Regions from separate parts of the Sus scrofa genome. Here all the other regions are linked to region 4. The links are chromatin contacts, called in public HiChIP or PLAC-seq and promoter capture Hi-C maps. All regions are on one chromosome and are shown on one strand. Each heading gives the region's core, a stretch centred on a gene start, on an enhancer-like site or on the middle of the called end of the contact. The rest is flanking DNA. Distances are from core to core; before and after follow the strand shown.

The links. Promoter capture Hi-C pulls out the DNA fragments that hold promoters and counts their contacts. HiChIP or PLAC-seq counts read pairs in DNA pulled down with a chosen protein or histone mark.
Region 1: a contact with region 4 is called in an H3K27ac HiChIP or PLAC-seq map of alveolar macrophages. The contact joins the promoter of RBM12 here to the promoter of CNBD2 in region 4. A contact is called at or near these places in 1 of 5 promoter capture datasets (liver), 1 of 47 Hi-C or Micro-C datasets (heart right ventricle) and 2 of 2 datasets of contacts at active chromatin or transcription factors (alveolar macrophages and skeletal muscle).
Region 2: a promoter capture Hi-C map of fetal liver shows a contact between it and region 4, with 2.3 times the contacts expected there. The contact joins the promoter of RBM39 here to the promoter of CNBD2 in region 4. A contact is called at or near these places in 2 of 5 promoter capture datasets (fetal liver and liver), 5 of 47 Hi-C or Micro-C datasets (embryonic fibroblasts, fetal skeletal muscle, heart right ventricle and 2 more) and 2 of 2 datasets of contacts at active chromatin or transcription factors (alveolar macrophages and skeletal muscle).
Region 3: a contact with region 4 is called in an H3K27ac HiChIP or PLAC-seq map of alveolar macrophages. The contact joins the promoter of ROMO1 here to the promoter of CNBD2 in region 4. A contact is called at or near these places in 2 of 5 promoter capture datasets (fetal liver and liver), 2 of 47 Hi-C or Micro-C datasets (embryonic fibroblasts and heart right ventricle) and 1 of 2 datasets of contacts at active chromatin or transcription factors (alveolar macrophages).

What each region holds. Positions count from the first base shown.
Region 1 is chr17:38,993,169-38,999,214 of Sscrofa11.1, reverse strand. RBM12 (RNA-binding protein 12) reads left to right here and starts at 1,911. Exons shown (of 3, transcript XM_005672896.3): 1 at 1,911-2,005. CPNE1 (copine 1) reads left to right here and starts at 2,026. Exons shown (of 16, transcript NM_001143703.1): 1 at 2,026-2,123.
Region 2 is chr17:39,063,312-39,069,142 of Sscrofa11.1, reverse strand. RBM39 (RNA-binding protein 39) reads left to right here and starts at 4,340. Exons shown (of 17, transcript XM_021078281.1): 1 at 4,340-4,838; 2 at 5,444-5,507; 3 at 5,732-5,831.
Region 3 is chr17:39,026,228-39,032,762 of Sscrofa11.1, reverse strand. It overlaps ROMO1 (reactive oxygen species modulator 1), which reads right to left and starts at 3,542. Exons shown (of 3, transcript NM_001097462.2): 1 at 3,485-3,542; 2 at 3,165-3,295; 3 at 1,822-2,015. The coding sequence starts at 3,295. The coding sequence ends at 1,907. NFS1 (NFS1, cysteine desulfurase) reads left to right here and starts at 3,585. Exons shown (of 13, transcript NM_001136510.1): 1 at 3,585-3,745; 2 at 4,369-4,478; 3 at 5,721-5,837. The coding sequence starts at 3,649. RBM39 (RNA-binding protein 39) reads left to right here. Exons shown (of 17, transcript XM_021078281.1): 17 at 1-622.
Region 4 is chr17:39,242,554-39,249,173 of Sscrofa11.1, reverse strand. CNBD2 (cyclic nucleotide-binding domain-containing protein 2) reads right to left here and starts at 3,799. Exons shown (of 13, transcript XM_021077743.1): 1 at 3,427-3,799; 2 at 493-546. The coding sequence starts at 3,777. SCAND1 (SCAN domain-containing protein 1) reads left to right here and starts at 3,546. Exons shown (of 1, transcript XM_003134419.4): 1 at 3,546-4,718. The coding sequence starts at 3,983. The coding sequence ends at 4,522. It overlaps PHF20 (PHD finger protein 20), which reads right to left. Exons shown (of 18, transcript XM_021078131.1): 18 at 6,601-6,620.

The DNA.
Region 1 (6,046 bases), core at 662-3,161, 250 kb after region 4:
ATTGACTCACTGTTTCACAATGGGAACTCCTGATTATATATTTTACTGTATATACAGGTTGCAAATGTATTTCTCAGGTGAGTGATTGTCAAAAAAATTTTTGAAAGCCACTAGGCTAAAGTAGGGTGAATATAGATGGACAAGGGAGGAAAGAGATGGAACTACAGTAGATGCTTCAATAGATTTTTTTCTTTTTTGGCTGCACCACAACATATGGAGTTCCTGGGCCAGGGATCAGATCTGAGCCACAGTTGTGACCTACAATCCTGGCACTGCAGAGACACCGCCAATCCTATTGTGCCACAGTGGGAACTTCTCAATAAAATTTCTACTTTTGAATAATTTCAGGTTTAGAGAAAGATAGTACAGAGTTGCATATCCATCAGTTAATTTCCTCTAATTTTAACATCTTCCGTAAAACTGGGATTGTCAAAACCAAGAGATTAACATCTGGCCCTTAATGTTAACTAAATTTCAGATTTTATTTAGATTCCACCAGTTTTCTAACTAATGCCCTTTTTCTGCTCCAGGATCCAATCCTAGATACCACATTGTATTTAGCAGGTTTTGTTTTTAATACATTATACTATAGCTGCAAAAATATATATAAGAAAGTATAGATTTTGTTTAAAAGTATGGCCTGGTTTTTTCAAGTCATACTGGTCTAGCACCAGGCTACTCTGCCACATAGATCTTTCCCAGATTTGTTGGGAGTTTTATGAATTTAGTCCCTGATTTTAAGTCAATTGATTCCTCACTTTCTGATTTGAGAGATTAGTTCAATTATGGTAACATTAATCAAAAAATGGGGTATTGGCAGGGGGAGTGGTGTCTGGGGGGCTAGGACCAGAGCAACAGGAGAATAATTTTTTCTATAATAAAATAATATTTGGAGTTCCCCGGTGGCCTAGCAGTTAAGGATTCTGTGTTGTCACTGCTGTGGCTCAGGTCACTGCAGTGATGCAGTTTCCATCCCTGGCTGTAGACTGCCTGCATGCTGTAGGCAAGGCCAAAAGTAAGTTATAGTAATAATACTGAAGTGCAGCTATGGAGGGATTAATGACAACTGGGTAAAAAAAATGTAAAGCTCCCTGGATATGGAGGTTCCCAGTCTAGGGGTCTAACTGGAGCTGTAGCTGCCGGCCTACACCACAGCCACAGCAACGCCAGATCCGAGCAGCGTCTGCGACCCACACCACAACTCATGGCAACGTTGGATCCTTAACCCACTGAGCGAGTCCAGGGATCAAACCCTCAACCTCATGGTTCCTGGTCGGATTGTTTCTGCTGCGCCACCACAGGAACGCCTGGATTGAATCTTTTTTTTTTGTCCTTTTTGCCTTTATAGGTCCTCACTCGCGGCATATGGAGGTTCCCAGGCTAGGGGTCTAATCGGAGCTGTTGCTGCCGGCCTATGCCAGAGCCACAGCAACGCAGGATCTGAGCTGCGTCCGCAACCTACACCACAGCTCACAGCAATGCTAGATCCTTAACCTACTAAGCGAGGCCAGGGATCATACCCTCAACCTCATGGTTCCTAGTCGGATTCGTTTTCCGCTGCACCACGATGGGAACTCCAGGACTGAAAATTTTTGATGGGGAAAAAAAAAAGAATTAGGTTTTGGTCCATTTGTCAGGGCATCATCAATAGAACTAGATACCGCTGTGTGGTCCATTTAATCCTCAAAACAATTCTGGGAGGTAGGCAGTATTTCCCTCAGGCAGAGGCTCTAAGAAGTGAAGCAACTGCACAAAACCTGGAGTCACATACTGCGATCCTACCGTGAAGCTTCACTCCTCTAAGGCGGGGCTAGTGCGCCTAAGTCGCAGGCACTGAACTCAACGCTCCGCTCGCCACAGACGTTGGCGACTTCCGGGAACTCGCTGGAAAACCTAAGCGCGTCTGCGTCGCTCCGCCCCTTTACGTCAACCACGCTGTCCCGCCTTTTCTGGAACGCGGAGATGTTGAGCGGGCCGGCGGCCATCTTGTGAAGCGGCGAAGGAGGTGGTGGCTGCTTTGGGCTCCGGGAAGCCGTTCTGGCTGGGGCTGTCGACCGCGGGGCGGAGGCACTCGCGCGGGGGGTAACTCGGGTCTGGGTTCGGGTGCCGCGCAGTTCTCCCCGGTAAGACTCCCGCAGCCCCGGAACGGGCGGGGCTGTGCGGGGCTCGAGCCGCCCCTTGGTGGCCCGGGGCGGGGCCTTCGGAGGCCTCGGAGCCCGCCGCAGCGAACGCCCCACACAAAAGGGTTGGGGCATGGCTGCGGGGGGTCTGGGGCGCCTCTTGCGCCACTCGGGCCTGAGAGGATGCAGGAAAGACAAAAGAGTATAGGTCTGCTTGCCGAAGAGGGGATGAGGCATTAGCCAGGACCGTCCCGTGGACTGAAAGGGAGGCGTCCAGAGCTGGGTGGCTTGGCGGCCTGCGAACCAACGGGAACTGCAGTGAAAACACACTACATCCCGAATCAACCAGAATCTCTATGCCCCAACATGGGGGCAGAAATTATAACTGCCCCGAAGTGAGGAGATAATCGTATTGAGGACACTCCCTCCACCGGAAGTGGAAAGGATGCCCTTGCGGCCTCTCAGAAAAAGAGGACTGCAATTAGAACACATTTGTGGGGAAGGAGCTGTAGTACGTGCCCTCCCGCGAGTTTGGAAAGGAAGTCCGGACTAGCTGCCTTCTTGGTCTGAAGGTGGAGGGGTTTTGTCGAGAAACGCTTCCGAGGCCCAGCTTTGGGGCGGAGCTTACCTTCGGGGTGTCCGCAGTTTGAGAAACCAGCCCCGGCATTGTGGGGGTCTCCGAAGATGGTAGTGATGTGTCAGCCCCTTGGTCCCGAAGTAGGGAAGTTGCTGCTAAGTGCACCACCTTTATTTGTCCCTCGGGAGGGAGTGGGCGATTTTGATGGAGCGTGAGTTGAGTTTATTGAAGGCTGGAGGTGCTTGTTTGCAGCCATGTGAACTGGGTGGGAGGGGCTTTGAGAAGCTACAGGTTATTGACCGGGATGGACACTAGTGCAGGAGATTGAGCTGCCAGATTGTTAAATGCATGGACTTTATGGGTGCTTCCAGAGTGTGCGTTATAGTGAAAAATCTCAGGAGCTCCGGTGAGTTATTCTGGGTTATTCAGTATTAAATGTGCCGAGAGTTGTATACTAAGAATTGCAGGCTCCGAAAGAGAGGTTTCTGGACCCTAAAACCCTGCTTGGCTCCGCATTCCTAGAGATGATCTGATGTAAATTGGGATACTTGGCAGGAACCATTTTATATTATTCACGATTAGCTTGATGCTTGTCAATATAACCTACTGAAGAAAAATGTGATTGCGATTAAGGTTTTGTTGAAGGAGAGACTTGTGATGATTATTTCTCTTAGAGCTTGCTTGAATGGTTTTAAATTGTATAATTTTTGTAAAATGCAGTACCAGAAGCACGAATTGCCTCGGATCTTATCTAGTTTACATTTTTAATATATTTCAGAGCATTCACAATTGAAAAAGAATCCTAGAAGTCTGGGCATAGAGGCTGTTCTCGTTTCATTTTATTTTTCTATTGCAGAAATATAACATAAGACTGGTTGTAGTTGTTTTTGAAATATGGTAGTTTTGATAGCATGGTGGATTTATGGATTTAGTGGAAGGAAATTGTGTTCAGGCATTTTCCAAGAATATTAAAAAGTTATGAAGAAATGTTACAGGTCGTTAAAATAATTTTATGGTAATTTTTGAAGAAAATGAAATGTTTGGCTTGTTTATATAAAAGTTGAGGATTTGCTTAGTATTAGTGGAAATTTTTATGAAACAGGGAATGCATTTTATATTACCCTTATATGCTTGATTAAATATTGGTTATTTTGCTTATGGATTGTAATGCATAATTTCAGGTTTTCTTATTTCCATATCTGTTAGGCAAAAAATGTGAAGCTTCAGAAACCATTGTGGTAGTAACTTGGAACATATTGTTATGTGCTATTACCAGAAAACTTCAGGCTTCTTTCACTTGCTTTGACATGCCAAATAACTTAATTTTTGCATAATTAGTTTGGGGTTGTTGGTACAATTTTTAGATGCGAAACTTGACTTTGTGGGCTGGTAGAACACCAGGTGCTAGAATCCAGTGACAGTGTTCATGCTGTTTTTATTCCATTTTGTAGATAGTCACTCCATCATTTCAGTTTAGATGAATATTTTCTTCTATAGGTGTAGGAAGAACTTTTTTTTCTTTTTTTTGTCTTTCTGCCTTTTCTAGGGCCGCTCCCACAGCATATGGAGGTCCCCAGGCTAGGGGTCGAATCCGAGCTGTAGCCACGGCCTACGCCAGAGCCACAGCAACGTGGGATCCAAGCCGCCTCTGCAACCTACACCACAGCTCACAGTAACGCCGGATCCTTAACCCACTGAGCAAGGCTGGTTCCTAGTCGGATTCGTTAACCACTGCGCCAGGACGGGAACTCCAGGAAGAACTTTAAAGTATCAGTAATGGTTGCACAAAAGATACTTTAGATATCACTCCCTAAAATGCAGGGACTGTTGTCTGTTTCTGAAATCTCATTTCTGTAATCTCGTGCCTGGCCCACAAGTGCTTAATAATTGTAGAATAAATGAATGTTGTTAAATGTTTTAGATCAACTAAGCAAAAAAAATAACTTCATTTATAGTTTTGTCAGATGTTACCACCACCACACATACACCTTTTGGGTTGTATAGAGTTTAGTTCGTTAAGTTTAAAGCCAGCTTTTATGTCTTTAAACCAGTAGTGAGAGTGAATGTGGTTTGGTAATTTAGAAGAAGCATTGTTTCTTTGTAGTTTAAGTGAAATAAGGTAATGAACATTTTTGTTGACATTGGAACTGAAAAATAACTTGATATTGTCTTTTTGGCAAGAGGAGTAAATATTTAGAAATGTCTTTTTATTTGCTGCCTTTTGAGTATTGACTGGAGGTTAATGGGAGAGTTGACTATTATGGTATCAAAAGCTTATAGCTCCCTCAGTGTCAGAAAAATTGTTTTATTAAAAATGATACCAGAATCTGGAGTTCCCATTGTGATTTAGCGGGTTAAGAACCCCATTAGTATCCACGAGGATGCAGTTTCGATCCCTGGCCTAGCGCAGTGGATTAAGGATCTGGCATTGTGGCAAGCTATGGTGTAGGTTGTGGATGTAGCTCAGGTCTGGTATTGCTGTGACTATGGCGTAGGCCTGTGGTTGCTGCTTTGATGTGACAGCTTGCCTGGAAATTTAGATAAGCTGAGGGTGCTGCCCTAAAAAGACCAAACAAAACCAAAAAAAAGAATGATACCAGAATAAGAAATGTGATCTATTTGGGAATGGGGACAAAATCAATTTGAAGCTGCGTTTCTGTAATGCCTACCATAATGTGATTATGCTGCTTGTTGCATTTTGCCCATTATGATTGGTTCTGTTGCTCATCTCTGAGGTGAACATTTGAAGGGTGCTGGTTTTTGTTTGCTTTGAATCTGAAGTACTTAGGTCTGCTGTCCCTGGTTCTTGTTAATTAAAACTGATTATTGAACAAAGTTAAAACTTAATTTTGGATGTTTATTACCAGATGAAGAGTGGAAATGGTCAAGTTCTGGTTTGTGCCTTGGCTTCCTGATAAAAGAGGATTGTTGTCAGACATTTTAACCTGAAATTTCAAGTGATTGGAATGGCTAGTAAATAAAATCTGTTTTGTCATCATAATATGTTTAATTTTTATAGCACATATTAGCAGTTGTGCATGTATCTGGCATTTGTAAAGTGGAAGCAAAGCTACTATGTGGATTAATTCCCAAGATAAAGTGGAAAAGTACACTAAAGCAAGCGTCTCGTTTTAGATCTTCCGAAATGTTTCTATCAGTGGATTTGATAGGAAATCAAGCCCATTTTCTCACTTCTCTTATGCTCTATGAATAGGTAAAACATGTATTTTAGATATTTTGTTGCTTAGAATTGTTTCTAGTCTTAATCCTTCTAAAATTCACCATAGGTTCAGGTGATTGGAGTGAATTTTTCATTTTTAATACCCTTCGTACCCTAGCTGACATTTAG
Region 2 (5,831 bases), core at 3,091-5,590, 180 kb after region 4:
AAGGATACTGTGGCATAGGTTGTGGCAGATGCAGCTCTGATTTGATTTGTGGCCTGGGAACTTCCATATGCCATGAATGTAGTCAAAAAAAGAAAAAAAAAATAAGCTGGATATACGGATAGAAAGAGGGATAGGTAAATGAATAGATATGTTGTAAAGCAAATATTGAAAAATGTTAAATTTAAAATAATTGGGGAGTACCCTGTTGGCCTAGTGGTTTGACTCCATGTTGCCACTGCTGTAGCTTGGGTTACTGCTGTGGCTCAGTTTTGATCCCTAGCCTAGGAACTTCTTCATGCTGCTGGTGTAGCCAAAAAATTAAACTATAAAAATTTTGAATCAATATATTGTACACTTGGAAATAATATAACATGGTAAATCAACAATACTTCAATCAAAACAAAGCAAAACAAACCTCTGGAAATTCCCTGGTGGCTCAGCAGGTTAACAATCTGGTGTTATCATTGCTATGGCTCTGGTTACCGCTGTGGTGCATGTTTCACCCCTGTCATTGGCCTGGGAACTTCCATATGCTTTGGGGATGATGGGGGAGGGAGGTCAAAAATACTTGTATATAGGTGTTTTTATTTATGTAGTCTTTTTAAAACTGCACCTACAGCATATGAAGTTCCCAGGATCAAATCAGAGCTGCAGCTGCTGCCTTACACCACAGCTACAGCAATGCCAGCTCCAAGCTGCCCGTCTTCAACCTACATCACAGCTCACTGTAACACCAGATCCGTAACCCACTGAGCAAGGCCAGGGCTGGAACCCTTGTCTTCATGGATACTAGCTGTGTTCATTATCGATGAGCCACCGTAGAAACTCTTATAGCTGTGTTTAAATTGTACTGTTTAATGGAACTTGGCATACCAGAAATTAAAATAAACAATGTCTGATTAATTGACTTGAGATTTGTGATTTTATTTTATTTTTGCTTTTTAGGGCCACACTTGTGGCATATGGAGGTTCCCAGGCTGGGGGTCTAATCAGAGCTACAGCTGCCAGCCTCCGTCACTGCCACAGCAACACAGGATTGGAGCCAAGTCTGCGACCTACACCATAGCTCACGGCAACGTCAGATCCTTAACCCACTTAGTGAGGCCAGGGATCGAACCACAACCTCATAGTTCCTAGTCTGATTCGTGTCCATTGTAGCACGATGGGAACTCTGAGATTTGTGATTTTCATTGGAAAGGTATTAGAGACTACAGTAAAATCTTTCAAGAAATTTAAAACGCTATTTGTGATTTTAATTTTTAATTTTACTTTAATTTTATTGAAGTATATTTGATTTACAATGTTTGTGTTAATTTCTTCCACAAAGTGACTCAGTTATAACATATATATTGTTTTTCATATTCTTTTCCATTATGGTTTATCATAGGATATTGAATATGGCTCCCTGTGCTATAAAGTAGGACCTTGTCATTTATCCATCCTATATATAGTAGTTTCCCTTTGCTAATCCCAAACACCCAATCCTTGCCTTTAGAAGAATTGTTTTCGTACTTGGGAAAGTTTTAAAGAATTCAAAAATAATAACATCATGTTAAATTGATAAAAGCATACTAAATTTGAGGAAATTTGTCTAACATGAACGGGACTGATTTTTTTTTTTGGGGGGGGGAGGACTGATTTTTTGAAGGGAGTTAAGTATAACTAGAATTGAACTCAATTTTATTTATTTCTTCTTTTTCACTTTTTCTTTTTAGGGCTACACCTGCGGCATACAAAGTTTCCCAGGCTAGGGGTTGAATCAGAGCTACAGCTGACGGCCTACACCACAGCCACAGTAACGAGGGACCAGAGCCGTGCCTGCAACCTACACCACAGCTCACGGTAACACCAGATCCTTAACCCAGTGAGCAAGGCCAGGGATCAGACTCACATCCTCACAGATCCTAGTCGGGTTTGTTAACCTCTGAGCCACGAAGGGAACTCCAAAACTTAATTCAATTTTAATGGGAAAAAGTGAAGATGATTCTAAAATTTTAGTTAGATCCATAAATAAGGCAAATTTTATATGTCAGCCTTAAATTCTCAAGAAAAACTGGATTAAAATGCACTTAATGGAGTTCCCTGGTGGCACAGTAAGTTATGGATCTGGCATTCACTGTTGGGGCACTTGAGTTCGATCCCTGGCTGAGGTACTTCTGCATGCCGTGGGCACAGTCACGAAAAGAGATCAGAATTTTAAAGAAAAGAAGTTGAGGGAATATTACTAATTATGCAAAATCTATTAACTCTCTAAAAGAAACAGCTGATAGTTAACTTAAAATTGAAAGCCGCTTTATTTTTTTGCTTTTTAGGGCCGCACCTGCAGCATATGGCGGTTCCAAGGCTAGGGACTGAATTGGAGCTGCAGCTGCTGGCCTTACGCTACAGCTACAGCAACTAGGGATCTGAGCAGTGTCTGCTATCTACACCACAGCTCAAGGCAATGCTGGATCCCAGACCCACTAAGCAAGGCTAGGGATTACACCCACATCCTCATACTAGTCGGATTCGTTTCTGTTGTGCCACAACGGAAATTCCCTGAAAGTCACTTTAACACATACATTTGCTCTAAATAATTTTGTTTAGAAATAACTTTTTTTTTCCCCACACAAATAACGGAATTACTGGGTCAGGGATCGAATCCCAGCCACAGCAGTGACCTACACCACAGCTGGGGCAATGAGGAATCCTTAACCCATTTCTCAGCTCAGGGGATCTAATTCAAGGCCACCCTAGAGACGCCAGATCCTTGACCCACTGCACCACAGCATAAACTCCCTAAGTTAACTTTTTTTTTTGTTTTTGTCTTTTTAGGGTTACACCTGTGGCAAATGGAGGTTCCCAGGCTAGGGGTCCAATCAGAGCTGTAGCTGCCAGCCTACACAAGAGACACAGCAATGCTGGGAACTGAGCCAAATCTGTGACCTATACCACATTTCACGGCAAGGGATCCTTAACCCACTGAACAAGGGATCAAACCCGAGTCCTCATGGATGCTAGCTGGGTTCACTAACCACTGAGCCATGATGGGAACTCCCATAACTTTTTTGATGATTAAGTATTAGCCAAACATTTTACAGCTATCACATTAATCCTCACTATACTCCTATTAGACCATTCATTCATTCACTCACATCCAATATCCACCTGGCTGGTATGCGGCTAAGGGATGAGAAATAGCTGTTAAGCATTATTCACCTAGGTCAGGATCAAGAAGTTAAGCCTATTAACTATAACCTTTTTCATAGGAGGAAATGAAGGAGAGGCTCCGATAGGTTAGTTTATTTGTCCAAGGTTACTCAGTGTTGGAGCACTTGCCCAAGCTCATTTCAAATCTTTGCCCTCAACCGTTAAGCTGTTAACATATTTTAAGTTTTCTTCAAGATTTTTTGCTTTTAAATTACCTATTTCTTTCAAAAAATTTTTTTCCTTTTTTTGGCCACACCCGTGGCAGATGGAAGTTCCATGGCCAGGGATCCAATTCGAGCTGCAGCTACGGCAACCCTGGCAGTTTGGGATCTTTAACCCATTGCTCCGGGGTAGGGGGTGGGGATCCAATACTTGCTGCAGCAGAAATGAGGGCTCCTTACCCCCCTTTGCCACAGGAGAACTCCTAAACATTTTTATCTTAGAGGTAAAAGCTTTATGGTCAGTGACCTGTCTGCTCCCCTCTCTTTTGCAGCACTGTAGCTCAAAGAACAAGTGGTGAATCTATATACTCTGCCAGGCATCTGGGAGGGAGGGTCCAAGTCCCAGGGGAATGGGGGATATTTTTGAAGAAACAATAGCAACCCTGACACAAGGCCAGACTATAAATTCGGAGGGCACAAACTTGGTCCCCTGCCAAGGAAAGCAGTATTTTTTCACCTTCTCTTTGCCTTTTCCCACTACTGTTTTGAAGATCGACAGAAGACGCAGCGCCTTAGTCCAGTGGCTCCAAAGGCCGAGGAAACCCAATTTCTGTTCTACAGCCTTAGCCCCCTGCCCCTGTACATCTCCTCTTGCCTTATCTCTTACATGATTTTCACTCCGTTCTCGCCCCTGCCGGAAAATCCACATATGATTTTCGTTTTCGTTTTATTCATCCACCATTTGGATTAGGTCGCTTTATGGCGACCTTGACGGACATCTAGGTGGGGGGCGCGGGGGAGGGGAGAAGCCGTCATCTCTGAGGGAGAAACCTTCAGACGGTTATGGGGTGGTGTCGCGAGGAGGCGGCAACCACAGAGCTCCATTCAGCTTAGAGTTTTGTATCAGATTGACAAAAAATGCACCAACTGCCTTCGCGTTTAGCGACTCGCGCCGTCTCGCGAGATGAGGAAGACTATCTGGAGGGGGGAGTCAAAAGCGGCTCCCCGGGTGGGGGATGGGAATATCTGTGGCGCAATCATTGCGCGAGATTGGGCTATGGTCACTAGGGCCCCATGCTTATTCTCGCGATGTTTTGGCCTTTCTGGCCTAGGAGTAGGGGCAACGTCTCGCGAGAGCCCGTGCTGAGGGCTCTGTGAGGCCCCGTGTGTTTGTGTGTGTGTATGTGTGTTGCTGAATGTGAGTACGGGGAAGCAGCGGCCGCCATTTCAGAGAGCCTGCCGAAGCTGTCGCAGGGGTGGATCCGGTGCTGCCGAAGCCGCCATCCATAACTCCCGCGTGGGCTCCTTTAATCCCATTGTTTCTTTTAGATTCGTTTGGGCCTATCCGCTCTTGGAGCCCGAAATTCGGGCTGGGCGGTATCGCGGCCTGGGCCTAGCGGCTTAACAGTTGCACCAGCGGCGGCAGCAGCAGCAGCAGCCCCCCTCTTTCCGAACCCAAGCACCGCAGGGGCCCGAAAGGCCACGCAGGTAAGGGGGCGTCGCGGATTCGCATAATGTTAGCGTTTTTTTGAGTTTGGTTTTTTTCTGGGTTGATGGGCACTTCTTAGGCCGTCTCATGCGGCGGGATTGGGGTGGGGGAGCAGTTCTCCAGAAATAGATTAAATTTCGGCGACCGCGCCCTTTTCCGGTCGGGGAGATTTCAGAGTTTGGGGGTGGTACGGGTTCTAGAGGGGCCGCGGGCAGATGGGGACCTGTCCTTTGGAGGCCTGGGCCGGCCGCGACCTCCCAACATGGCGCCAGCCGAACGCTGCCATGGCACACAACCCCTCCCAACTAAGGGAGTTTCCCTTTGCCCCTAAAATGGCAGCGCGGGTTTTGCGCGGAAAGAGGCGCTTTCGCTCGTTGGTCTTGGGTTCTGTTTTTGAGTAAGTAGGATTTTTAAAAATCGGGTAGTTAATCCGCTTTAGCGTTACCGGTCTTGGGGACATTTCATGTTTGATTGCCAAGCCTGCTAAAGTCCCACTTGAATCAATCTTTGTGGCTTTTGTTAAGTTTTGGAGTACGTCGGGTAAGAAGGAAATCTGGCAGAATTTTTAAATGTTTACTCACTTAATTTTCATTCTTAACTCTAGGCGTTTAGAGAAAATGGCAGACGATATTGATATTGAAGCAATGCTTGAGGCTCCTTACAAGAAGGTGAGAAAAAACATGTCGGTGAGGTTTATCTATTTCTTAATTTAGCAATATTCACGAAACTACTGCTGAAATGTAGACTAACCTCCCGGAGCCCTCTTGATTTATCTTATCAGAGATGCATTACTATAACTTACAAAAGTAAATATATGCTATTGATGTAATAATATTGTGCAGTAGTTTCACTTCAGCGTGATGAATAAATGCCCATCTATCTCTCTTTGTAGACTTGCCTAACGATATCTCACCTCTACTCCCATGAATTCACCTTTGATTCCAGTGTGAACTGTCAATCATAAGGTAGTAATTGAGTGACTTATCGCTGTA
Region 3 (6,535 bases), core at 2,293-4,792, 220 kb after region 4:
ATTTGGGGTATTGTATGAAAGAAAGCTGAAGAATTTTTCAGAAAGAAAACCATACAGATTTGCCCAGGCCTCTCCCCTTTGTTGTCTTGAGCATCTTTATGGGGGAAAAATTGCTTTGCTATTTAAAGAATTGAATGGAAGCTTGTAAGTTAAAACTGGTTTCCCAAATTGAATTGCATTTGTCAAGCTTTTACTTTACATGGGCAGCAAGCTTTCCAAACACTTTGTGTTCTGAACTCTGCTTCGAGTTTGTATGTGTAGGTTGAACCTTTTTGAGTAGGCTAGGTTGCTCCTAATTGCTCCTTCCCATTACCGATTTCCTCACCTGCCTATTTGTTTTTACTGTACTGTTAGGGTTGAAGCACAAGTATTACAGGTTTATATCAAGATACTTAGTTTGAATTTGAAGGCATTACAACTATCTACCAACTTTGTTGTGGGACTTTTGTAATTCCCTTATTTGGTTCAGTTATTTAACTTAAGTTTCAAGAGTCAAGTTAACTATTTTTGAACACTAGGTAGCAGTAAGTGTTCATGGTCACAGGGGGATATATATATGTCAACTTTTTCTTTCCAAAGTCTCCAAGTATCTAAATAATTAAAAATTTTATTCTTGAATCAAGTACTATCAGGTTTGTTTTCGTCATTCCTTTCTAGGGAATTGGGACAGCAAACGTGCCCTTAGGCATTTAATACTGTTAAGAGGTGACAAGTTTGTCCACCACCTGAGAAAGAAGTTTGGGTTGTAAATGATGCCCAAAGCAAGTTTGTTAGGCATTTAATAATAAAGAATAACTTGGAATACCCTGATGGCTCAGTGGATTAAGGATCTGGCATTGTCACTGGAAGGATCGGGCATTGTCACTGGTAGAACGGGTTTGATCCCTTGCTGGGGAATTTACATATGCTGCAAGTGTGGCCAAACAATTTAAATGGCTATTCTCAGGTCATTTAAGTAATACTAGTTCCTGGGATAACAACCACTTGGTTGTGAAATTTGTATTCTTCCATTGCTATTTTGGTTTGTCCTTGATTGCAGTTGGATTCTGAGTGTCTGTGTGCCCTCAAATATTCCAGTTAGGTTATTTTTCTGTGTAACATTTATTACCATTTTCTTTTTCCTTTTTTTTTTTGGCCTTTTCTTGGGCTGCTTCCCGTGGCATATGGCAGTTCCCAGGCTAGGGGTCTAATTGGAGCTGTAGCCACTGGCCTACGCCAGAGCCACAGCAAGGATCTGAGCTGTGTCTGCAGCCTACACCAACACCAGATCCTCGACGCACTTAGCAAGGCCAAGGATCGAACCCTCCACCTCGTGGTTCGTTAACCACTGCACCACGACGTTAGTGACAGATACTTGGGAGGGCAGCTCCGCTTAGAAGAATGTCAAGGAATTATTTTGCCTCTACAGGTGAGGGGTGCTTCTCATTACTAGGAAACTACCATAAGCCAGTTAGTAAAATGGGGTGGAGGTGTCAGTGTCAGCTTTTGAAAATCATGGGGATGTATTCCTTTTGAGGCTACAAAAGTCGGAATTTTTTTTTTTTTTTTTCTGGTCAAATCATATGAAGGACAATTTTTTGAAAATAAAAGTTAACCTTTCAGTATGACCTTGAGAAGATCTAGACCTGCCACTATTTTAAAGGTGAAAGACAGTCTGATAGCACTAACTTTATTAAAGAGTCCAATAATAAGGTTTACTGTAACCTATGGAAAGTCCAAAAAATGTTTCAGGTTAGTGAAACAAGACACCAAACCTCATTAGTGCATCTCTCTTAACTGTAATAGGCTGCATATGAGAAGAAAAATGCTTCCAAAAGAAACTCAATATTCAAAGGTTTGTTTTATTATAGTACATGGGCTGGGACTGATTGGAGAGGCTGGATGTAGTGGGCAACCACTGCCCTGGTTAGCATCGGATGCCCATCCCGATGGCCATGAATGTGCCAAAGGTGCCGCCACTCTGCATCATGGTTTTCCCGATGCCGCCCATCAGCTCCCGACCCCGCATTCCGATCCTGAGAGGAGGAAATCAAGATGGGGCCAATTGGGAACAAAAATACAAGAGGGAATGGGGAAATTAACTGCCCCTTTTCAATTTAATTATAATCAGGCCATTCAGGACATTTCACATGAGGTGGGTAAAGGATCATCAGGTTCTCTAGGCGGATTCAACTGTCTTCAGATTGTGGGAGGCAGCAGAAACAGTGTAAAGAACATGGAAAGGGAAACTGTATTTTTGTGCTGCTTTTACCTCCCGAGTATATATGATCTGGTTAACATCTGTCTTTTAGACGACATTAAAACAGTGATTGGGGAGTCATACATGGATTCCAGAACTAGATTAGCAATTCACAGGCTGTGTCAAGTGTAAAATAGGGATCATAACAGGGTTGTTAACAGCATTCAGCACAGAGATGGGCACTAAGTGCTCGATAAATGGTTTTTTTTTTTCTTTTTTTTTTTTTTTTTTACTTTTTAGGGCCGCACCCCCAGCATATGTAGGTTCCCAGGCTAGGGGTCCAGTTGGAGCTACAGCTGCTGGCCTACACCACAGCCACAGCAACAACAGGTCCTTAACCCACTGAGCGAGGCCAGGGATTGAACCCGCAAACTCATGGTTCCTAGTCGGATTCATTTCCACTGAGCCACAACAGGAACTAAATAGTAATTTTTAATTTATTAAGATCCATACAGTCTCTCTTAGGTGTGAAAATGACATTCTACATTCTACTCCCAGAAAGGTGAAATTAATCAGCAAGTTTGCTATGTGCAATTGGAAATAAATATAATATTTAACACAATAGGAATACAATTTATTGAGCACATGACATATGCCACATTCTGTGTGTGCTCTGATTTGATCCTTTAAACTATGAGGTAGCAGTTACAGACCTCACTTTACACATGAAACGCAAGCTCCAATTTCCCTAAGGTTACAGAATGAGTAAGGGCCAGAGAGCGTTTTAAAGTCAGAGCTCATATTCAACCATTTAGGCTTCCAACCTGTCCTCCCAGACTGAAGGTGTTTAGAAAATCTGGCTCGTTAAAGGCCAGAGGGAATTGGAGTAAGTAGGCTCTTATCCTGGCTGCAGGTCGAGTGGTGAGTGGTGTGGACCGAGAAAGTCTGGTAGTCCCGCCCAGAGATCACCGCCCGCCCCCCTCACCTGAGACAGGAAAAGGTGCCGAAGAGCGCCCCTGCCGCCATGCCCACGGCGCAACCCATCACAAAGCCCATCTTCACGCGGTCAAAGCAGCTTGGCTGGGACTGTCCGTAAGGCCCCACGGCCACAGGCATCTGCGGGGTTGGAAGGTTAGGGAAGTACGGGCCTAGCCGCCAGCCAGAGACCAGAGCGGGGGCGGGAGGAGCTAGGGTGAAGAGTGGGCCCAAGGGCTCGGGGAAATCTGTAAGGGGAAATAAGGGTGTAGCCCGACTCCATTGCCCTCTTAGCGTTTGAGTCCCCGCGCCGCGGCACCCCCACCTCACCTCGCTCGTGGCCTCAGTCGCTGAGTTCTACGTCTCACACCGAACGCGAGGCGGAGCGTATAGCACAGCTCCGAGAATCGCTTCCGGAGCGCGGAGTTGTACTTCCGGGATTCGGTAGCCGAGGACCGCGGCCGCTTCGGGCGGGGGCTTCTGCCGCCAGGATCATGCTACTGCGAACCGCTTCGAGGCGGGTGGCCGCAGCCGTGCTCGCCGCTGCCAGGCCGAGGGCCAAGTCGCCCACTCGGGGGCTGCGCCTGCGCGGTACGCTCCCTGGCCCGCTCGCTGACACTTCTCTGGCGACGCCGATCTTTCCCTTGTGTGATATGGCGCAACTGAATATTCAGGAGCGTCCCTCTTCCGCCAGCTACCCGGCCCCTCTGACTCTTCCTCTTAGGTGCACCCCTCAAACTTTCTCAGGCCGGCCCTCTGAACGGTTGAGTTCGCTGCGCGCCCCCTCCCCCTCCCGCACTTCAGATCCGGCCCCGCAGGCCCTCAGAGCCCTTGAAGCTTGGCCTTAGGACCTCTCCTGCCCAAATTTTAGAGATGCTGGTCGTCCAGCTCCTAACCTTTGAAGAAAAACCCTGACCTATGGTCTCCACATTCATTCTCAATGGCTTTGCTCTTTCACAGGTCTCACCACTCCCAACAATGCAATTTTAATGTCTCAACATCCCCCTCCCTGAACTCTTTCTCTCTCCCTCACCTCTTTTTAAGCTCTGCTCAAGTTTTCTGATGTTTTGTTTCCTTTTACGTTGAGATTCGACCTCAGTATCCTTTCAACTTAACACACCTTGATCCAGCTTTTACCTTCTGCTCTCTTGGATGTTCTATGTACAAAGTTGCATTCTCTCTCACTTGGCCACTCCCTTCCATTTTTTTGTCAGTTGTAGACCATGCTCCCCAGTCTGCTGTTCCCTCGGATGCAGTCACTGCTCCGGAGGCAGAGCCAGTGCTGCGGCCTCTGTATATGGATGTGCAAGCTACAACTCCTCTGGTAAGGATGGAGGGACAGCTTTCCCCAGGACTGTTTATAGGAATTATACCATAGAAGTGGCAGTGCACAGAAATGGCTGAATCTCTGTAGAAGTGAGAGCCATTGAGAAGTGTATGTTGGGAAATGCAATGAACCAGGAGTGAGGAAGCTTGAGTTGTAATCCACTAGAAATGGCTTTGCTACTTACAAGCTGTTGACCTTGGTCAAATCACTTCAGTGGAGGCACTCGTAGTAGTTTAAAGCATAGGATCTGGAATTAGCTGCACTAATCCACTTACTGTGGATTTGTGCAAGTATGGAATAGGTTATTTAAAATTTTTTTTTTTTTTTTTTTTTTTTGTCTTTTGTCTTTTGTCTTTTGTCTTTTTAGGCGGCACCTGCAGCATACGGAGATTCCCAGGCTAGGGGTCCAATTGGAGCTACAGTTGCCTGCCTATGCCACAGCCGCAGCAATGTGGGATCCAAGCTATGTCTGTGACCTGCACCACAGCTCATCGCAACACCAGATCCTTAACCCACTGAGCGAGGCCAGGGATCAAACCTGCATCTTCATGGATGCTGGTCAGGTCATTATGGCTGAGCCATGATGTGAACTCCTTGAACAGGTTAAAAGACATAAAGCAGCTCTTAGAATAAATTGTGGCACATTATAAACGCTTAAATATTAATGCAAGTTTCCATCAACACAGGGACTCTGACATGTCCTGGTTCCTTGTAGATCACATTGCTTGGCAGGAGTGGAAACACTTGCAGGCATGGCTGTCAGGACAAGGCAATGTTTGTAGATTATCTGAGGAGATGGTGGAATAATCTTAGATTGGTTTGGGGAGTTCCCATTGTGGCTTAGTGGTAACAAACTCAACTAGTATCCATGAAGATGTGGGTTCAATCTCTAGATTTGCTTATTGGGTTAAGGATCTGGTGTTGCTGTGGCTCTGGCATAGGCTGGCAGCTGCAGCTCCAATTTGACCCCTAGCCTGGAAACTTCCATATGCCAAAGGTGCGTCCCTAAATAAAGCAAAAAAAAAAAAAAAAAAAAGATGGGTTTTGTCAAGGAGTATTTTAAACCAGCACTTGGTTAGTACCTGAGAGGATGGAAGAATGTTTGAGGCCCAATCGGGGCAGGTTCTGAAGGGTCGGAAGTGTGTTGAGACAGGTTGGGCATGTTTTAGGGTATGGAGGGAGGCCTGAGTTAACTATGGGTTCAAGGAGACTGATCTTGATCTCTTCTGTTGTGCTCAGGACCCTCGGGTGCTTGATGCCATGCTTCCTTACCTAGTCAACTACTATGGGAACCCACACTCCCGGACACATGCGTATGGCTGGGAAAGTGAGGCAGCCATGGAACATGCTCGCCAGGTTAGTACAGAAGACTCAAGGAGCTTTTGATATCAGAAGTTTTAATGTCAGAGGTTCAGTTGCTTGTGGGAGGCATTTCTTTCTTGATAGCTGTGAATGAAGGTGGAAATGGTTTGGGGCCCCTCTCAGGAAGAGATTCAAATAGCAGGCCTTTGGAATCCCTCTGAAGACATTTGATTAGATCCCACATTTCCTAGATAAATGACTTTTGGCATGTTGTCTAATTTTTTGAACCTTCAATTTCCTACATTAAAAAAGGAAATTGTAGGAGTTCTCTTGTGGCTCAATGTGTTAAGGATCCAGCACTATTACTGCAGTGACTCAGGTGACAGCCGTGGCATGAATTTGATCCTAGTCTGGGTATGACAGCCGTGGCATGAGTTTGATCCTAGTCTGGGTGTGGGGAAAAAAAAAAAAGAAGAAGGAAGGAGGAAGGAAAGAAAGAAAGGAAGAGAGAAAATGGAGATTGTAAACTTCCTATTCCTTTGGGTTATTTGGTAGATTCAATCAGACAATCAGACAGTTCTGGCGATATGTGTTTTACTAACACAATGGCCATACATACTAAGGGCTCAATAAGTGCTTTTTCCAAATCACCAAAGTTATTGTTATTTTGTATTGGGCTGGAAAAGTATCTGGAATTTGGGATGTAGCTGAATCTAGCCCCTTGTCTGACCCTAGTGGGTACAGAGCTGCTT
Region 4 (6,620 bases), core at 2,550-5,049:
ACCTACACCACAGCTCACAGCAACGCCGGATCGTTAACCCACTGAGCAAGGGCAGGGACCGAACCCGCAACCTCATGGTTCCTAGTTGGATTCGTTAACCACTGCGCCACGACGGGAACTCCCCTCTCTGCATTCTTTTTGCAATTTTCTATGAATCTATAATTATTTACAAATAAAAAGCTTTTCTAATAAAAGGATCCAGGCTTCTGTTCCACAACTCCCAACAGTGTGCCATCAAAAGACACTGAAAGAGTCTGGAAATCATCTTAGAGCTCCTGTTTCACAAAGATGGTATGCAATCCACCACCAGTCCTCTTTAACCAATATGTACTGAGTGTCAGGTGGGAATCAGGCCTTGTGTTGGAAGCTAAGTGATACGATTTATGATCCATTCCCAGGTGAGCACCCAACCTAGTGGGAATAAAAATGCCTAACGTGTTAAGTGCATTGGACTAGGAGTCAAAAGAATTCTGTCCTTCTGGAAACACTTACTAGGCTTTTGATTTTGGACCAATCCTTTGCCTCTTGGTATCTTGACTTCTTAACCTGCAAAATCAGGAGAATGAAATACATATAAATATACACATTTTAAACTTAACCTCAGCCCACTGGGTGGGTTCAAGGCTCTGAAATTATATGCAGAAGTATGTTAGTGCATCCTTCTTCTAGTAAGAGGTATTATAACTTTAAAAAAATATATTTGGGGAGTTTATTGACCCAGAGAGTTTAGAATAACTGAATGTGATTTTTGGATTTAATCTCTAAGGTCCCTTCCATTCTAACATTCCACGCCTTCTAGTAGCTCTCTAAGATCTACTAGAAGATCTCTAAAATCTTCAAATACATCTGTAAGATCTCTCCTTCCACCTCTAATAGATATTCTGTGATTCCAATAGGGATAGAAAAAATGGGCTAAAATCAGCTATAATGGAAAAAATAAAAATCATTAATAACAAATACATAAATAAATGAAAACAGGGAAAAAAAGAAATGGGCTAGAGCTCTAACAATCATGATTCCCAGTAACACAAGAGTTCATTCCCTTCTGCAAGACAAAAAGGATTCAATTTTTCAACATGCAATTCTAGGCTCTTTATGATTTACCCTCTAATTGACCTTCCAACTTCAGTCAACTCTCATTCCTTCCCCAGACCCCAGCCACTCCCGTGTCCAGCCTGCAATTTCCACAAAGCTTTGCCCCCATTCAGTCTATGCCTTGGTGCCCGCAGTGCCTTCTACCTGGAATGTCCCTAACTCAAACCTTCTTCTTCTTGAGCCAAGGCTTAAGGTCCTCTCCTCAGTGAAGACTTCCAGGACCCCTCATCCTTGCAGCAGGGTTTGGTGTGTTCCCTTAGCCCTGGATACCGACTGCCTGTTACCACACAGGAAGTAGGGCAGCAAATCCAACTGCCAACTGCCAGGTTGGTAGGCATGACAAACTACAGGCCCCTGTTTTCCCACCTCTAAAAATAAAAAAGAGCAGAACATTGGCTCTAAGGAAACAACAACCTGAGCGCAATAGGAAATGAACTGTTCTGAATGTTAAGGTAACATGAAACAATAGGGAGTGGTAGGGATTGAGGCTAACTGGAACAAAGTATCTTGTCTAAAGGAAGGAGACAGCTCCTACTAATTGTTAACAGGCAGGAATGTGGGTGGGTCCAGTGTAGCCAGCTTGTCCACTTTTTCAAGAAAAGCTGGAAGTCCAGATTTGCACACAAAACCTCCCAGTTTTTACATGTTAGTAACTAAAAACAATAAAGGCCCAGTGTGATGACTTGCAAGGTTTTCAGGCTATGGAAAATGTTCTGTGAGGATCCATTTTAACACATTTGCAAGAGTACATCCTATGGGAGAGGCAAGTTTTATACCAGAGCCACTAGTATGTTGATGGTTGTTTAAACGGCCCATTCATTCTGCACAGAAATCAAAGGGACTGCAAGTGTCATAAAAAGCTTTCATAAGGGACCCGTCTCGTTCCTTAGTTTCCCTGTCTGTGAAATGGGGATACAAAGCATGCATCATCTCACTGACTTTTCATAACTACTAATGACATAAGTTCTATTACATCCAAAATGTACAGACAAGAAAACTCAGAAACAGCAGTTTAATGAAGACAAATATTTAAACAGCCCTTTCTTTCCAAAGTCTTTACTATTTAATCCTCTCAACAACTCTGGCCTATGGCAAATAGATTGGGATTCCACCAAGGCAGCCTAATTCCAACAGGGTAGCACAGTTTTACTTTTCAACATATATGTAATGGAAGCCATATATATAATTTAAAGTTTTTGGATTTCCCGTTGTGCCTCAGTGGGTTAAGAACCCAACTAGTATCTGTGATGATGCAGGTTCCATCCCTGGTCTCATTCAGTGGGTTAAGGATCTGGTGTAGGCCACATAGGCAGCTTGGGATCTGGCATTGCTGTGGCTGTGGCTTAGGCTGGCACTGCAGCTCAGATTCCACCCCTAGCCTAGGAACTTCCATATGCTGTAGGTGCGCCCCCCCCCATAAAAAATAGTTTTCTAGTAGGTCACATTTAAAAAGTAAAATGACACACATGAAATTTGACATTTATATACATATATATATATATTTAGTACCCATGGCATATGGAGGTTTCCAGACTAGGGGTCGAATCGGAACTGTAGCTACTGGCCTAAGCCACAGCCACAGCCACACAGGATCCCAGCGGCATCTGCAACCTACACCACAGCTCACAGCAATGCAGGATCCTTAATCCATTGAGCAAGGCCAGGGATCGAACCTGTGTCCTCATGGATGCTAGGTGGATTCATTAACCACTGAGCCACGACAGGAAATCCTGAATTATATATTTTATTTGACTCAATATATGCAAAATATTATCAATCCAACATGTAACAACAGAAAAAATTACGGCGACACTTTATCTTTTTCATACCAAGTCCTGTATATATGTCACGTTACAGGACATTCCCTTTCTGACTAGCCACATTTCAAGAACTAACGAGGTAAGCATACATACCTAGTGACCACTATATGGCAGTACACATTTAGTCTATTTAGTAATCCTAAAATTAAAAGCAAAACCTACAGCGCCACCTGTCCCTTGATTCCAGAGGACACGCAAAAAAAAAAAAAAAAAAAAAAAGTTCTTCAGCATTTACTTTGTGCCATGAGAAGGGCAAGTTTTACTCTGTGTGCTGAGGATCTTACACACGTTATCTGTGTCACTCCCTCTACCAGGCAGGTGTACTGCCCTCTTTCGACTGAGCGAAAGAACTTTCCCGAGTTGGGCCCTCCCCCTAATGCCTGACAGTCATCCCGCCGTCCCTTCTCTGCCACCTGCTGGGCCCCAGACCCCGCGAGCTCTGGCTCGCCTTCATCCCAATTAGGGTCGGGTAAAAAGGTGCGCATGCAGAGGCAGGGGCGGCGCAGGTCACCTGCCGGCCGAAGCCACCAAGTCGCATGATGACCCTTTTGGGCCCCTCCTCCTTGGGCCTGAGTAGGCGTTCCGGCACCGGCTCCTCCCCCGACTCCTCCTCCAACTCCTCCTCAGAGTTCTCCTCCTCAGAGTCATCCTCCGACACCTCCTCGGGTTCCTTCCCCGCCTCCTCCTTCTCCTCGAACTGGTGCTCGGAGGCGCCACCATCCCGAACTGACCATTGCACGCTTAGATTAGCCGGGTGCCCTGCTGTGGCCGCCGCCTCCTGGCGGGACTCGCGAACGCGAGGGGGCGCCGCGTCCTCGAGCCCAGACTCGGCTTCCGGGCGCTCGCGCACCGAGGTCATCATAGAGAAGCCAGCGGGGACGACCACTTCCGGCCGCCCCAGCCGCTTCGCCGGCGCTGGTAAGCTCACGGCGCCCCCCGCCCGCCTCCCTCAGGGTCTCGCGGACTCCGCCCTCTAGCGGAAACGTCTCCCTCCTTACCCAGCCCCCGCGCAGACGTAGTGCCGCGCCCTCAGCTGCGGGACAAAGAGTGACGTCCGTAGCGGAGTTATGGCGGCCACCGAGCTGAGCTTGGCGGCTACCGGGAGTCTCGCGCTGCCGTTGGGGAAAGAAGAAGGGGCCGGCCCGAGCTCAGGCCCGGAGCGTGACTCTGCGGACTCCTTCTCGACTCCTGAGGCCCCACCGCCTGCCCCCAAGCCCTCCAGCCCCAAGGCCGAGGTCGCCGAAGAGAATCCTACGCCTCACTCGGCCGCCTCCGCCTCCCTGGAGCTGCCCCTCGGGCCCGCAGCCCTGGGCTCCGCGTCGTTTGCCGAAGCAGCTCCGCGCTCACCCCCAGGCCCTGGCGGTTCCCGGCCCGGCCCAGAGACGTTCCGCCAGCGATTCCGGCAGTTCCGCTACCAAGACGCGGCAGGCCCGCGGGAAGCGTTCCGGCAGCTGCGGGAGCTTTCCCGCCAGTGGCTGCGGCCCGACATCCGCACGAAGGAGCAGATCGTGGAGATGCTGGTGCAAGAGCAGCTGCTCGCCATCCTGCCCGAGGCGGCGCGGGCCCGGCGGCTTCGCCGCCGCACAGACGTACGCATTACAGGCTGAGCAGCCGGGCTGCCGGCGGCCCGGCTCTCCATTCTGCGTTAATGAAAAACGAGTTTTGGCTGTTCCTGCAGTCTCGAGTGTCCTTTTCGGTCGTCCTTTGCAATGTTTATTTCCCCGAGCCTATTTCCAACCTTTCTGACTGGTGGCGAAATCAAGTTGGGAGCTCATGAGAATAAAGCCTTTCTTATTCACTTGACCTTCGTAGGTTTTGTGGAATCATTGGGTTGGCTAGGCTTGGGCCTCCACATCTGGGAAATTTTCTCCTGCGCGTTCCCTAGGACCCCACTTGGGTTTCCTTTGTTTGGTAATGTGGGTCCAGCAGCCTGGGTTCCGTATTCGCTCTACCCTCTCACTAGCTGGAATTTGAGCTTGTTTTCCTACCTAAGAGGGTAGATGATGGTTATAGTCTTACCTTATGACTGTGGGATGGTGCAGACAAATTGTTAGCTCTACTAAATACTCGTTTAAGTGGCCATTGCTGTATCAATACTGCCAAACTACTTGTCCCACCTGCCTGCCCTTTGGGCACTGGCTTCCCCAAAGGCCCAATTCATCAGGCTATTTTTTTTTTTTTTAATAGGCAAGAAACAGATTTATTAGGATAGGACGCTTGTGAGAGAAGCAAGCGGGCAGGTGAGCAAGCTTCACCCTGGAGGATACTGTGGGCCAGTTTTATCATCCATGGAAAGTGGGATTGGAAAGGCCCGCCTCTTCCTTCCTGGGAGAAGTAGCTCCTCCTTAGTATCTGATAAGGTGTGTATTCAAATCAGCTGAAGGGCGGTCCTCAAACTCTTGCTCTTGATCTGAATCTGAATGCAGGCCTCTGCGCATCCCCCACCTGAGGACCTGAGGCAATTCTCGCACCTCCACCCGTCTAACCAGCAAGCCTTGTTCTGATGGCTTTCTCCCAACGTCCCCCAGGTTTCCTTCTTTCCCTACTGGGACTTCTACAACCACCCAGGCCTACTCTATCCCTATCATGATCTGAGCCATGTCTGTGACCTACACCTGAGCTCTCCAGATTCTCGACCCACTGAGAGAGGCCAGGGATCAAACCTGCATCTTCATGGATACTAGTCAGATTCGTTTCCGCTGAGCCACAATGGGAAATCCATCAGGCTATTTTAGTAATTGTTTTAGCGCAGGTCCTTACAGAGATAGGCTAGTTATTACTGTTTGTGAGTCTGGTTTAGGCCTCCAAACTCACCTTAACAAATTTTAGGCCTCACAAATGATTTAAGGGGCAGATATAGTGTGAACTAATGGATTACGCTGCTGGAGCTACTCATTTTAATGTCTCTCCAACTGCTTCCCTAATTGTTCAGGAAGGGAAGAAGGAATTTAGTAAGTAATAGGGAAGCTCTGCAATATAACCCTAAAGCCTACTCTGTTCCTTGAGTCTTCTGCCCACCCAGGAAAGAGTTTCATTAGGGTTCACAGACTGGATTGGTCTCAGAAGGGTCCTAGTTGCAGTGGGTGCCATCTTTTAATGTAAGAAAGGCCAGACTTGTCTTCCCTGCACCACTTTCAACAAAAAGCTAAGCCTGTAGCTCACCACAGTACATCTGCCAGATTGGGCTAGAGGCTGGTAAGGGTCATTTTACTTTTTAATATTAAAGACACTGGAGTTCCCGTCATGGCTCAGCAGAAACGAATCTAACTAGGAACTGTGAGGTTGCGGGTTTGATCCCTGGCCTCGATCAGTGGGTTAAGGATCTGGCGTTGCCGTGAGCTGTAGGCTGCAGACATGGCTCGGACCTGAGGTGGCTGTGGTTGTGAGGAAGGCCAGCAGCTGTAGCTCCCACTGGACCCCTAGCCTGGGAACCTCCCTATGCCAAGAGTGCGGCCCCAAAAAGCAAAAAAAGAAAAGAATAAAAAATAAATTACTAAAGACACTTAAATGAATTCCAAAGTATTTTGCATACTTCCTTGGGATTTTGGATTTGAGCTTGCATCTGCCTCCCTGCAGAAGATAAATCTATTTAGAATGTAAAAGAATTCCTTTAAAAGATAATGTTTATAGAAAATTAATGCACATTAAAAATAGGGTAGAGAACTATAATTCAAAAACAAATGACTGAAACATAGCAACAAAAAC